3 separate regions of the Sus scrofa genome follow, and all the other regions are linked to region 2. The links are chromatin contacts, called in public HiChIP or PLAC-seq maps. All regions are on one chromosome and are shown on one strand. Each heading gives the region's core, a stretch centred on a gene start, on an enhancer-like site or on the middle of the called end of the contact. The rest is flanking DNA. Distances are from core to core; before and after follow the strand shown. Region 1 holds the start of NDUFS3 (NADH:ubiquinone oxidoreductase core subunit S3). Region 2 holds the start of DDB2 (DNA damage-binding protein 2). Region 3 holds the start of MTCH2 (mitochondrial carrier homolog 2).

Evidence for each region. HiChIP or PLAC-seq counts read pairs in DNA pulled down with a chosen protein or histone mark.
Region 1: an H3K27ac HiChIP or PLAC-seq map of alveolar macrophages shows a contact between it and region 2. The contact joins the promoter of NDUFS3 here to the promoter of DDB2 in region 2. A contact is called at or near these places in 1 of 47 Hi-C or Micro-C datasets (heart right ventricle) and 1 of 2 datasets of contacts at active chromatin or transcription factors (alveolar macrophages).
Region 3: an H3K27ac HiChIP or PLAC-seq map of alveolar macrophages shows a contact between it and region 2. The contact joins the promoter of MTCH2 here to the promoter of DDB2 in region 2. A contact is called at or near these places in 2 of 47 Hi-C or Micro-C datasets (embryonic fibroblasts and liver) and 1 of 2 datasets of contacts at active chromatin or transcription factors (alveolar macrophages).

Annotation. Positions count from the first base shown.
Region 1 is chr2:15,035,544-15,038,243 of Sscrofa11.1, reverse strand. It overlaps NDUFS3 (NADH:ubiquinone oxidoreductase core subunit S3), which reads left to right and starts at 1,364. Exons shown (of 7, transcript NM_001243796.1): 1 at 1,364-1,525; 2 at 1,636-1,701. The coding sequence starts at 1,459. KBTBD4 (kelch repeat and BTB domain-containing protein 4) reads right to left here and starts at 1,525. Exons shown (of 4, transcript XM_003122803.6): 1 at 1,293-1,525; 2 at 1-393. The coding sequence starts at 1,311.
Region 2 is chr2:15,369,232-15,371,931 of Sscrofa11.1, reverse strand. It overlaps DDB2 (DNA damage-binding protein 2), which reads left to right and starts at 1,309. Exons shown (of 8, transcript XM_013994357.2): 1 at 1,309-2,700.
Region 3 is chr2:14,981,659-14,984,358 of Sscrofa11.1, reverse strand. MTCH2 (mitochondrial carrier homolog 2) reads right to left here and starts at 1,368. Exons shown (of 13, transcript XM_003353877.5): 1 at 1,113-1,368. The coding sequence starts at 1,199.

The DNA.
Region 1 (2,700 bases), core at 115-2,614, 330 kb after region 2:
CCTCATAAATTTCCTGCAGCTCCTCAGCTCGAAGTTTCACAGTCCCATGGTAGATATAATCAACCAGGAGCTGGAAAACAGACTCGCTGACATCCTGCAGCACAATTACCCGGTTGTGGGCCTCCTTCAGGTTGGAAGTGAACATGGACCGGAAGAAACAGCTCTGAGCTGAGAGGACCAATCGGTGGAGCTGAAACTCTCGGCCTTCCACTGAAATAGTGACATCAGCAAAGAGCTCTTCCTCCAGACACAGTTTCATGATGCCCTGAGCCACACGGCCTGAGTGTGACCTATCTTTGAAAGTGTAGTTCACAAAGTAGTTCTCATCCATGGATGCTCCAGGCTCCTCCGGTGATTCCATGGTAGTAGCCAACTTCTCTCTCTGCCAGCTGTCTGCAAAATACCACCACCCTGAATAACTTAAGGAAGTCACAACTACAGTCTACGAATCCAACTGTCCAATTCACGGGGGGAGAAGGGGGAAATGAGGGCACAGTGGGCCAGATTAGCCTTAGTTCTAGCCTTGCTAATGATATCTCTAACATTCTCCTTCAACCAAAGCTGGGTTCATTCTCCTGAAATAACATTCCATCCCCAATGAGATAAAAATTTCCTACTCTGGGTGTTTCTCTGAGAAAACACAGAATACTCCTTTTCATGATGCAACAAAAGGCGTGGTATTTAGGTCAACACATGAACGCAAGTGATTGGAGGAAGCCTATGATTTAAAAAACCTGGCAAAAAGGCTTACTAACCAAATAACTATCGAATATAAAACTAATGAGGCTCGGAGCAGCAGAATCCGACAAAAAAGACCCCCTCTTTCCCCTTGCTTGTGATCCATACCTTTTAATACAAGGCTTGGCTTGGGACATGTTAATCCTACATTTGCTCTTTTCTGAGCCTCTCCCTGGCACTTCCCCGCTCGCCCTAATGACTCCCCAAGGCTTCGTCTCAGAACTCGACACGGAACCCAACCATCCCCAGCAAGGGGCCCAAGGAGGCCCATTGCCACGTGCAGTGTCCCCGCTCCACCTGGAGTCGCCTGGGAAACGGTCGCCAGGGAAACCGTTCTTCTCTCCCCCTCCCCCTAGCTTGCCTGCTGGCCCTAATCAAAAGCTTAGCTGGGGGAGCGGAGGAGGGGTATGGAATGTGGAACCCAGATCTCCCGCCCCTTCTCCTCTCACCGGTCCGGTTCTTTAGGATCCTCTCCTTCTCTCCAGCCTCTGTCACAACAAGCTAGGGTCACATTCACCTCACGGTTTCCCCACCCGCGGGCTTCGCTTTCTCACCTGCCTTCCCTCCTTTCATTCCGAAGCCCGGAACCCGGAACCTCTGCTTCCGGCCCCGCGTCCGCCCGGAAGAAGATCCGATGCACACTTCCGCTTCCGGTCCGTGCCCTTGGGGCTCCGTGTCCTGCGGATCTGGCTTCTGCTACCTGGTTTGCAGCCGGGAAACATGGCGGCGGCGGCGGCTGCAAGGGGCTGTTGGCGGGGGCTCGTGGGGCCCGCGGCGGTGGCTAGGGGTGAGCAAGGGCAGCAGGCTGAGGGCCAGGGGGGGAGCGGCGGCGCGTCCAGCGCAGGGAGCCCCCTCAAGCCTCACCCTGCGCTTCAGTGCCTCTATATTCCCGTGCAGTGTCCGGGCGACCCTCGGTGCTTTTGCTGCCTGTGAGGAAGGAAAGCGCTGCGGCCGACACGCGCCGTGAGTATGTGCGAGTCCGGCCCTTATGGGGACTACAGGCGGGGCCCCGTTCATTCCCTTTGTCAGATGTTTGCCCTTGTCCTGGGCTGCCCTTCTCTGCGTCCTCCTGGCAAGTCTCTTCTTGTCCTTGGAGAGCTGACTGCAACGGTCTTCACTCTGCAGGCAGAATCGGGCACCTAGTGCCCTAGAGCCTTTTCTGTTGTGCCCTGTTGCCTTTTGTCCACTTTAGTGATTTTCTTTTTCTCCGATTAAACTGTCAGCTCTTTGAGAGCAGGAAACAAACTTTGGGCTTCAGAGCCTTCTTATTATAATAATAGTTGGCGTTAGTTGAATGCTTGTTGTGCCGGGCACCTCGCTAAGCGATTAATGAATGATCTTATTCATTTCTCCCCACAATCTTACCGGGTGGATAGTATTATGCTTTTCTACTGTAGAGCAGGAAACAGTCCAGAGAAGTAAGTTGCCCAGGGTCACAGCACTAGTGAGAGACAGCAGGCCTGCTCGCTGCCTAAGGCAGAGAACTGGTATTAATACTCTGCAGCCTAGGATGTGTGGTTGCTCAGTGAGGTAGTGTTGTGCGAATGAATATATGGGAATTAGTTACGGTCAACATAAGCCCTGGGAGTAAAAAGACCCATTCTGGGTCTCAGTTTCCTCATTTGTGCAAAAATATAAAAAAATAAAGTTTCAGTGGCTCATTGCTAACGAACCTGACTAGTATCCATGAGAATGCGGGTTTGATGCGTGGCCTCCCTCAGTGGGTTAAGGATCTGGCTTGGCTGTGGCTGTGGCGTAGGCTGGCAGCTGCAGCTCTGATTCAACCCTTAGCTTGGGAACTTCAACATGTCAAGGGTGTGGCCCTAAAAAAGCAAAAAAAAAAAAAAAAAAAAAAAATGGATTTCAGCTAGATAATCTATGAGGGCCCTTCAGCCCTAAGGTTCTTGGCTTGAGAATCTGCTATGAAAGGCAGACACCTCAGCTGCAGTAATAAAGTGACTT
Region 2 (2,700 bases), core at 60-2,559:
ACCTGACATTTCCTTTGTTCATGAATCCAACATGGCCAACTATTACCTCCTTGCCTTTCTGCTCCTTCTGCCTGGAATGCTCTCCCACTCTCCTCTCCCTCGATTTCCCCTCCAGATTAAGCTTAAGTATCACCTTTTCTGAGAAGTCTTCCTTGACACTGTCCCTTCTTTACCCCACTCCAAGCTGAGTTCAAGTGTCCTTTTTCTGTGCCCCCTGCCCCTCCAGAATCCAATGGTTCCTCTCTCACCAAGCTTATAACACTCTACAGTAGCTGTATGTTTATCTATTAAAAGGCACACTTGGAGTTCCCGTCGTGGCGCAGTGGTTAACGAATCCGACTAGGAACCATGAGGTTGCGGGTTCGGTCCCTGCCCTTGCTCAGTGGGTTAACGATCCGGCGTTGCCGTGAGCTGTGGTGTAGGTTGCAGATGCGGCTCGGATCCTGCGTTGCTGTGGCTCTGGCGTAGGCTGGTGGCTACAGCTCCGATTGGACCCCTAGCCTGGGAACCTCCATATGCCGCGGGAGCGGCCCAAGAAATAGCAAAAAGACAAAAAAAATAAATAAATAAATAAAATAAAAGGCACACTCCATGGGGAAAAAAAAGAGTATTTTTTTGGCCACACCCACAACATACCGAAGTTCCCAGGCCAAAGATTGAACCCTTGCCACAGCAGTAACCAGAGCCACAGCAATGACCATGCCAGAACCTTAACCCACTGGGCCACCAGGAAACTCTAGGAAACAAGAGCATGTTTAATTTCAGCTTTCTCTTTGACTGGAATAATGTCAGAGTATGTTTTTGACAGATGTCAGTAGAATGAATTCTCCTGCTTGCCACTATTCAACCACCCCCTTGATCTGGCCTCTCTTACTTTGCACAAATCCTTAATGTGATCAATTTTCTCCTCCTATCCTATTTATAAATTTTAATGCCCCAAGCCAAATTCCACCAGGGACACTCCTGTGGTTGAACTCTAGGTCTACTGCTCATTGCAACAGAACATGCATACCACGGGGAATGGTGGGACATCTCTGTAAGAAGGTATTAGAGGGAGTTCCAGTCATGGCTCAGTGGTAACAAATCTGACTAGTACCCACAAGGAAGCAGATTCGATCCCTGGCCTCGCTCAGTGGGTTGGGGATCCAGCATTGCCATGAGCTGTTGTGTAGTGCTCAGACACGGCTCAGTTCTGGTGTTGCTGTGGCTGTGGTGTAGGCCAGCAGCTACAGCTCCGATCAGACCTCTAGCCTGGGAACTTCCATATGCTGTGGGTGCAGCCTTTAAAAGACAAAAAAAAAAAAAAAAAAGAGTGAAGGTATTAGAAAGAACTTACAGGATTGGTTTGTGTTGGATGGCTTGGATAATAGTTCAAAGAAGTGAAGTTTTGCTCTGGATTGGAGGCCGAAAGGAAACAGGGGTGATCCTATGATTGGGCATCAATAAACCTTATCTATAAGGTGGGGGGAATGAAGCAAAGCCAAAGCTGTGATTAGCAAAGAACCTGCAGTCACTCATTTTAGCTAAATAATAAGGGTCTGTTTGGTCATTTTTTTTGTGGTTTGGACAATGTTCATACTTTTTTCTGTGTGCAGTGATCTTGTTTTTGTGTTGATCTATCATGGTCACAGAATGGCCTTGTCTGTGCTGATGTTTTGTGAAATTGTTTATTTGGACAGAACGTTAAGGCTTAGCTAATAGTACCAGGCCAGCTCCCAGATGCCAGGAGCTGATTTTTCTTTTTCTCATGGTTCTCACACTCATTCCTAACTTTTACCAGTCTGTTTCTTCTCCTAGGATGCTCTTCTCTGCCCCCCTCCCATCCCCAAACTCCACAAAATCCCATTTTCCTTATGAGCTTTTCCTAAATATTCTTTCTCCATTAGATTATATTTTCTGAATGCATCTAAAAGTGTTTGTTGGCTTACAATATAGTACTCAGTTGTGTTCTATCTTGAATTGTTTGACTTGTTTCACATGTATTTTTCCTCTTAGTAGATTGTAAACGTTTTAGCGGAAGGGTCATTAAGGATCCCCCAGAAATGAGCACCCTGCAGAGGTGAAACTAATGGCTGGTCTTAGTAAGTGGGCTGGGGACAACTTGCTTCTGTAACGGAGCTACAGGTCTGCAGAGGAGAAGCCACCAGCGTGCCCTTTCCCCTGGTGGTTGCCATTTCTAACACCTTGTGCTGATTGGAAGAAAGCTTTTTCCAGCTTTTCTTTTGGAGTATTCATTCCTTTCAAGAGATATTTTTGCAACTCTATTCTGTCCCTACCTGTCTGAAAGCTCCTGGAGTGTAGGATCTACCACTAATGCATGTTTGCCTCCTCTCACCCTCCCAAAGCATCTGGCACCAGACTTGGCGGGTGGAAGGAAAGGACCAGCAGTCCGACTAACCCCAGCTTCTGCCTGGCTCGTCGCGGAAAGTGGGGTGCATCCAAACTATCTCCCTGTCGGGCCGGGCGGGACACCTATGAGACTCCCTGCCTTGGCCTTTGGCTGAAATCGTGTGCACAAGGCCTCAGCCCAGTTAGCTGCACGCTGTATAGGCCCATCGTCGCTGTCCCACGCTGCTCTTTGGGCAGACACTCAACAGGTTTGGAGAAACTTTAATTAAAAGCTTTGAGTTTTAACCACTTTCTACAGAGAAGCTGAGATTCGACGGAGCTGGAGACATTTAAGTAATTGCCACAGACCGC
Region 3 (2,700 bases), core at 119-2,618, 390 kb after region 2:
TTATCTAGCTACAAATATGCCAACTCTAGACGTCATGATACATTTCAAAGATTTTGTTGTTAATTTAAATAACTTAAGAATAGACTTTTACACATAGATTCTGAATCTACACAAATCAAATCATCAATATTTAATAAATGGAGTCCTCCCTAGTGTGTTGCTTCTTTTTAACAGAAAAGTAGAGGACAGGGGTTCTAAAAACTGCTCCCATCCTTGGTACTATGCATGATGTAATTCCATCAACTCTCTACAAAAAGTGAAAAAAATGAATGACCTGCCTATCACAGGGAAACTTTGAAAGGCAATTGAAAATACTATCTAACAGTTGATATCTGCTGAAACCTGGCATACTTGACTGAGAATATAAAATACCATTTAAGAACTATTGCACAGTAGATTAGAAACTAACATACATACTTAAACTTGCTAAAACTCTTTTAGCTGAACTGATTTCCAGCTCTGACAGATGTGAATTTCACTGTCATGAGCCATATGGGCTGCTGTTGGATCCTTCAGAAATTTGACTCAGCAACCACTTCATTATCACTTCTGAATGAGCTCCTTGTTTCTCTAGGTATCTGGTGCTAAAATCTCAGAAGAGAATAGCAGCAGCTACAGCAGCAAAAAAAAGAAAAGAAAAGCTAACAAAACGTTGGCTCCCCTCTAATTTCAGATTTGTCTTCAAGAGATTTTAAGTCTTGCATTTGGGGCCCAGGAGGAGAGATGAATTCTAATTTCAGAGATGCGGAGAGGGGAGGGTTGGGAAGTCCTTGGCGATGCCCGGCCTGGATCAACCTCAGGTTAGAAAAAACAAAGTTCAGAGAAGCCACTGGGCAGGGCAGGGAAGGACAGGGCAAGGCGGCAGTTGGCTACCGGGAACGGAGAGGGCCTCCCCACTTGACCGCGAGGCGAGATCTCGGGAAGGCCCAGGGCCAGTGGAAGCTCCGCGCGCGGTGGAAGTTGTCCCTGCGGGGAAGGAAGAGGCGGGCAGCAAAGGAGCAGCATCTCGGGAGATTGAAGGCCTGGGATGGTTGAAGCCGGTCCTCAGGCACCGTGGGCAGCGGCGCCTGAATAAGGCGCCTATCGGGGAAGGGAATGGCGAGGACTCATACCTGGATGAGCACCTTCACGTACATGAGCGGCTGGGACAGGATGGTGAGACCGGAGCCCAGGAGCACCTGACTGGCCGCGTCCGCCATGATGGCACCCGCGGACGGACAGACAGACGCAGCCACCAAGCGACCGAGCCGGTCCCAGATCACGTGCCAGGGCCGCCGGCTTCACTGGCCTGCCCGCGGCGCGCGCGCGCACGCACGCAGCGGCGCGCGCCTCTCCGCCCAGTCCCCGCCCACCGCCACGCCCCAAGAAACGGCAGGCGCTCGCGAGCGGGAGCAGGGGTCGGGGCGGGGCTTATGCCCTCCACTAGGAATGGCAGTTTCTCTTGCGCTTGCGCGGGCTGGAAGGGCCCAGGCGAAGAAGAATGGGCGTGGCAATGGGGAGTGACCCTGGCCGCATGGGCAAGGTCAGAGTAATAAAAATAATTGAAAAGGGATCTTCGATATTCTTCGCCTCTGCACTTGCTTTTTTGGCATCAGCAAAGTAAACTCTAAGGACTACTCAGCATCAGAATCATAATCTAGTGGCCAAGAAAAACTAGATAGAATAATGACTCCATCAGGGGGTTGCTATTGGTGCATTCATTCATTCATTCATTCAGTTAATGTTAAAACTTCTCGGAAACACATTTTCTGACCTATATTTAAATTCCCCTCCCCTTTGGGAGTTCCCGTAGTGGCGCAGTGGTTAACGAATCCGACTAGGAACTATGAGGTTACGGGTTCGGTCCCTGCCCTTGCTCGGTGGGTTAACGATCCGGCGTTGCCCTTGCCGTGAGCTGTGGTGTAGGTTGCAGACGTGGCTTGGATTCTGCGTTGCTGTGGCTCTGGCGTAGGCTGGTGGCTACAGCTCCCTAGCCTGGGAACCTCCATAGGCTGCGGGAGCGGCGCAAAAAAAGACAAAAAAAAAATAATAATAATAATAAATTTACCTCCCCTTTATTTCCTACCACATTGTCTTTTAACACTTATCATTGTCTGAAATTTATCTTTTTGTCTCCTCCACCGGAATGTAAACCTCGTGAATTCAGGAGCAGGAACTGCCTTTGTTTCTTACTCAACGCCTGGCACATACTAAATGCTCAATAAATATTTATTGCCTATGTGAGCAATTACTTCAGTGCCTACCAGGCTACATGTTACAGACGCAAAAAGGAAAAGGCATTGTCCTTACTCCTTCAGCTCCAGCACACACATTCTATATCAAACAGCACTTAGGCACTTAGGCAGAGCCTGGCACAGAGAATGAAGCAGGAAAGAAAACTTGCATTTTAGATTCTGGTTCTCCTTTGTATACAAATGATTTGGAAGTCGTTTTATCTTTTGTTTTCAGTTTTTGTGTCTAAATCTAAGGATAACACTACTACCTTCCTCTTGATGTTATTGTTAAGTGAAATCATGCATAGGATAAGATTTTTTTAAACAGTGTATTAAAGGAGTTCCTGTCGTGGTGCAGTGGTTAATGAATCCGACTAGGAACCATGAGGTTCCTGGTTCGATCCCCGGCCTCGCTAAGTGGGTTAGGATCCGCCGTGGCTGTGAGCTGTGGTGTTGGTCACAGACACTGCTTGGATCCCCCTTGCTG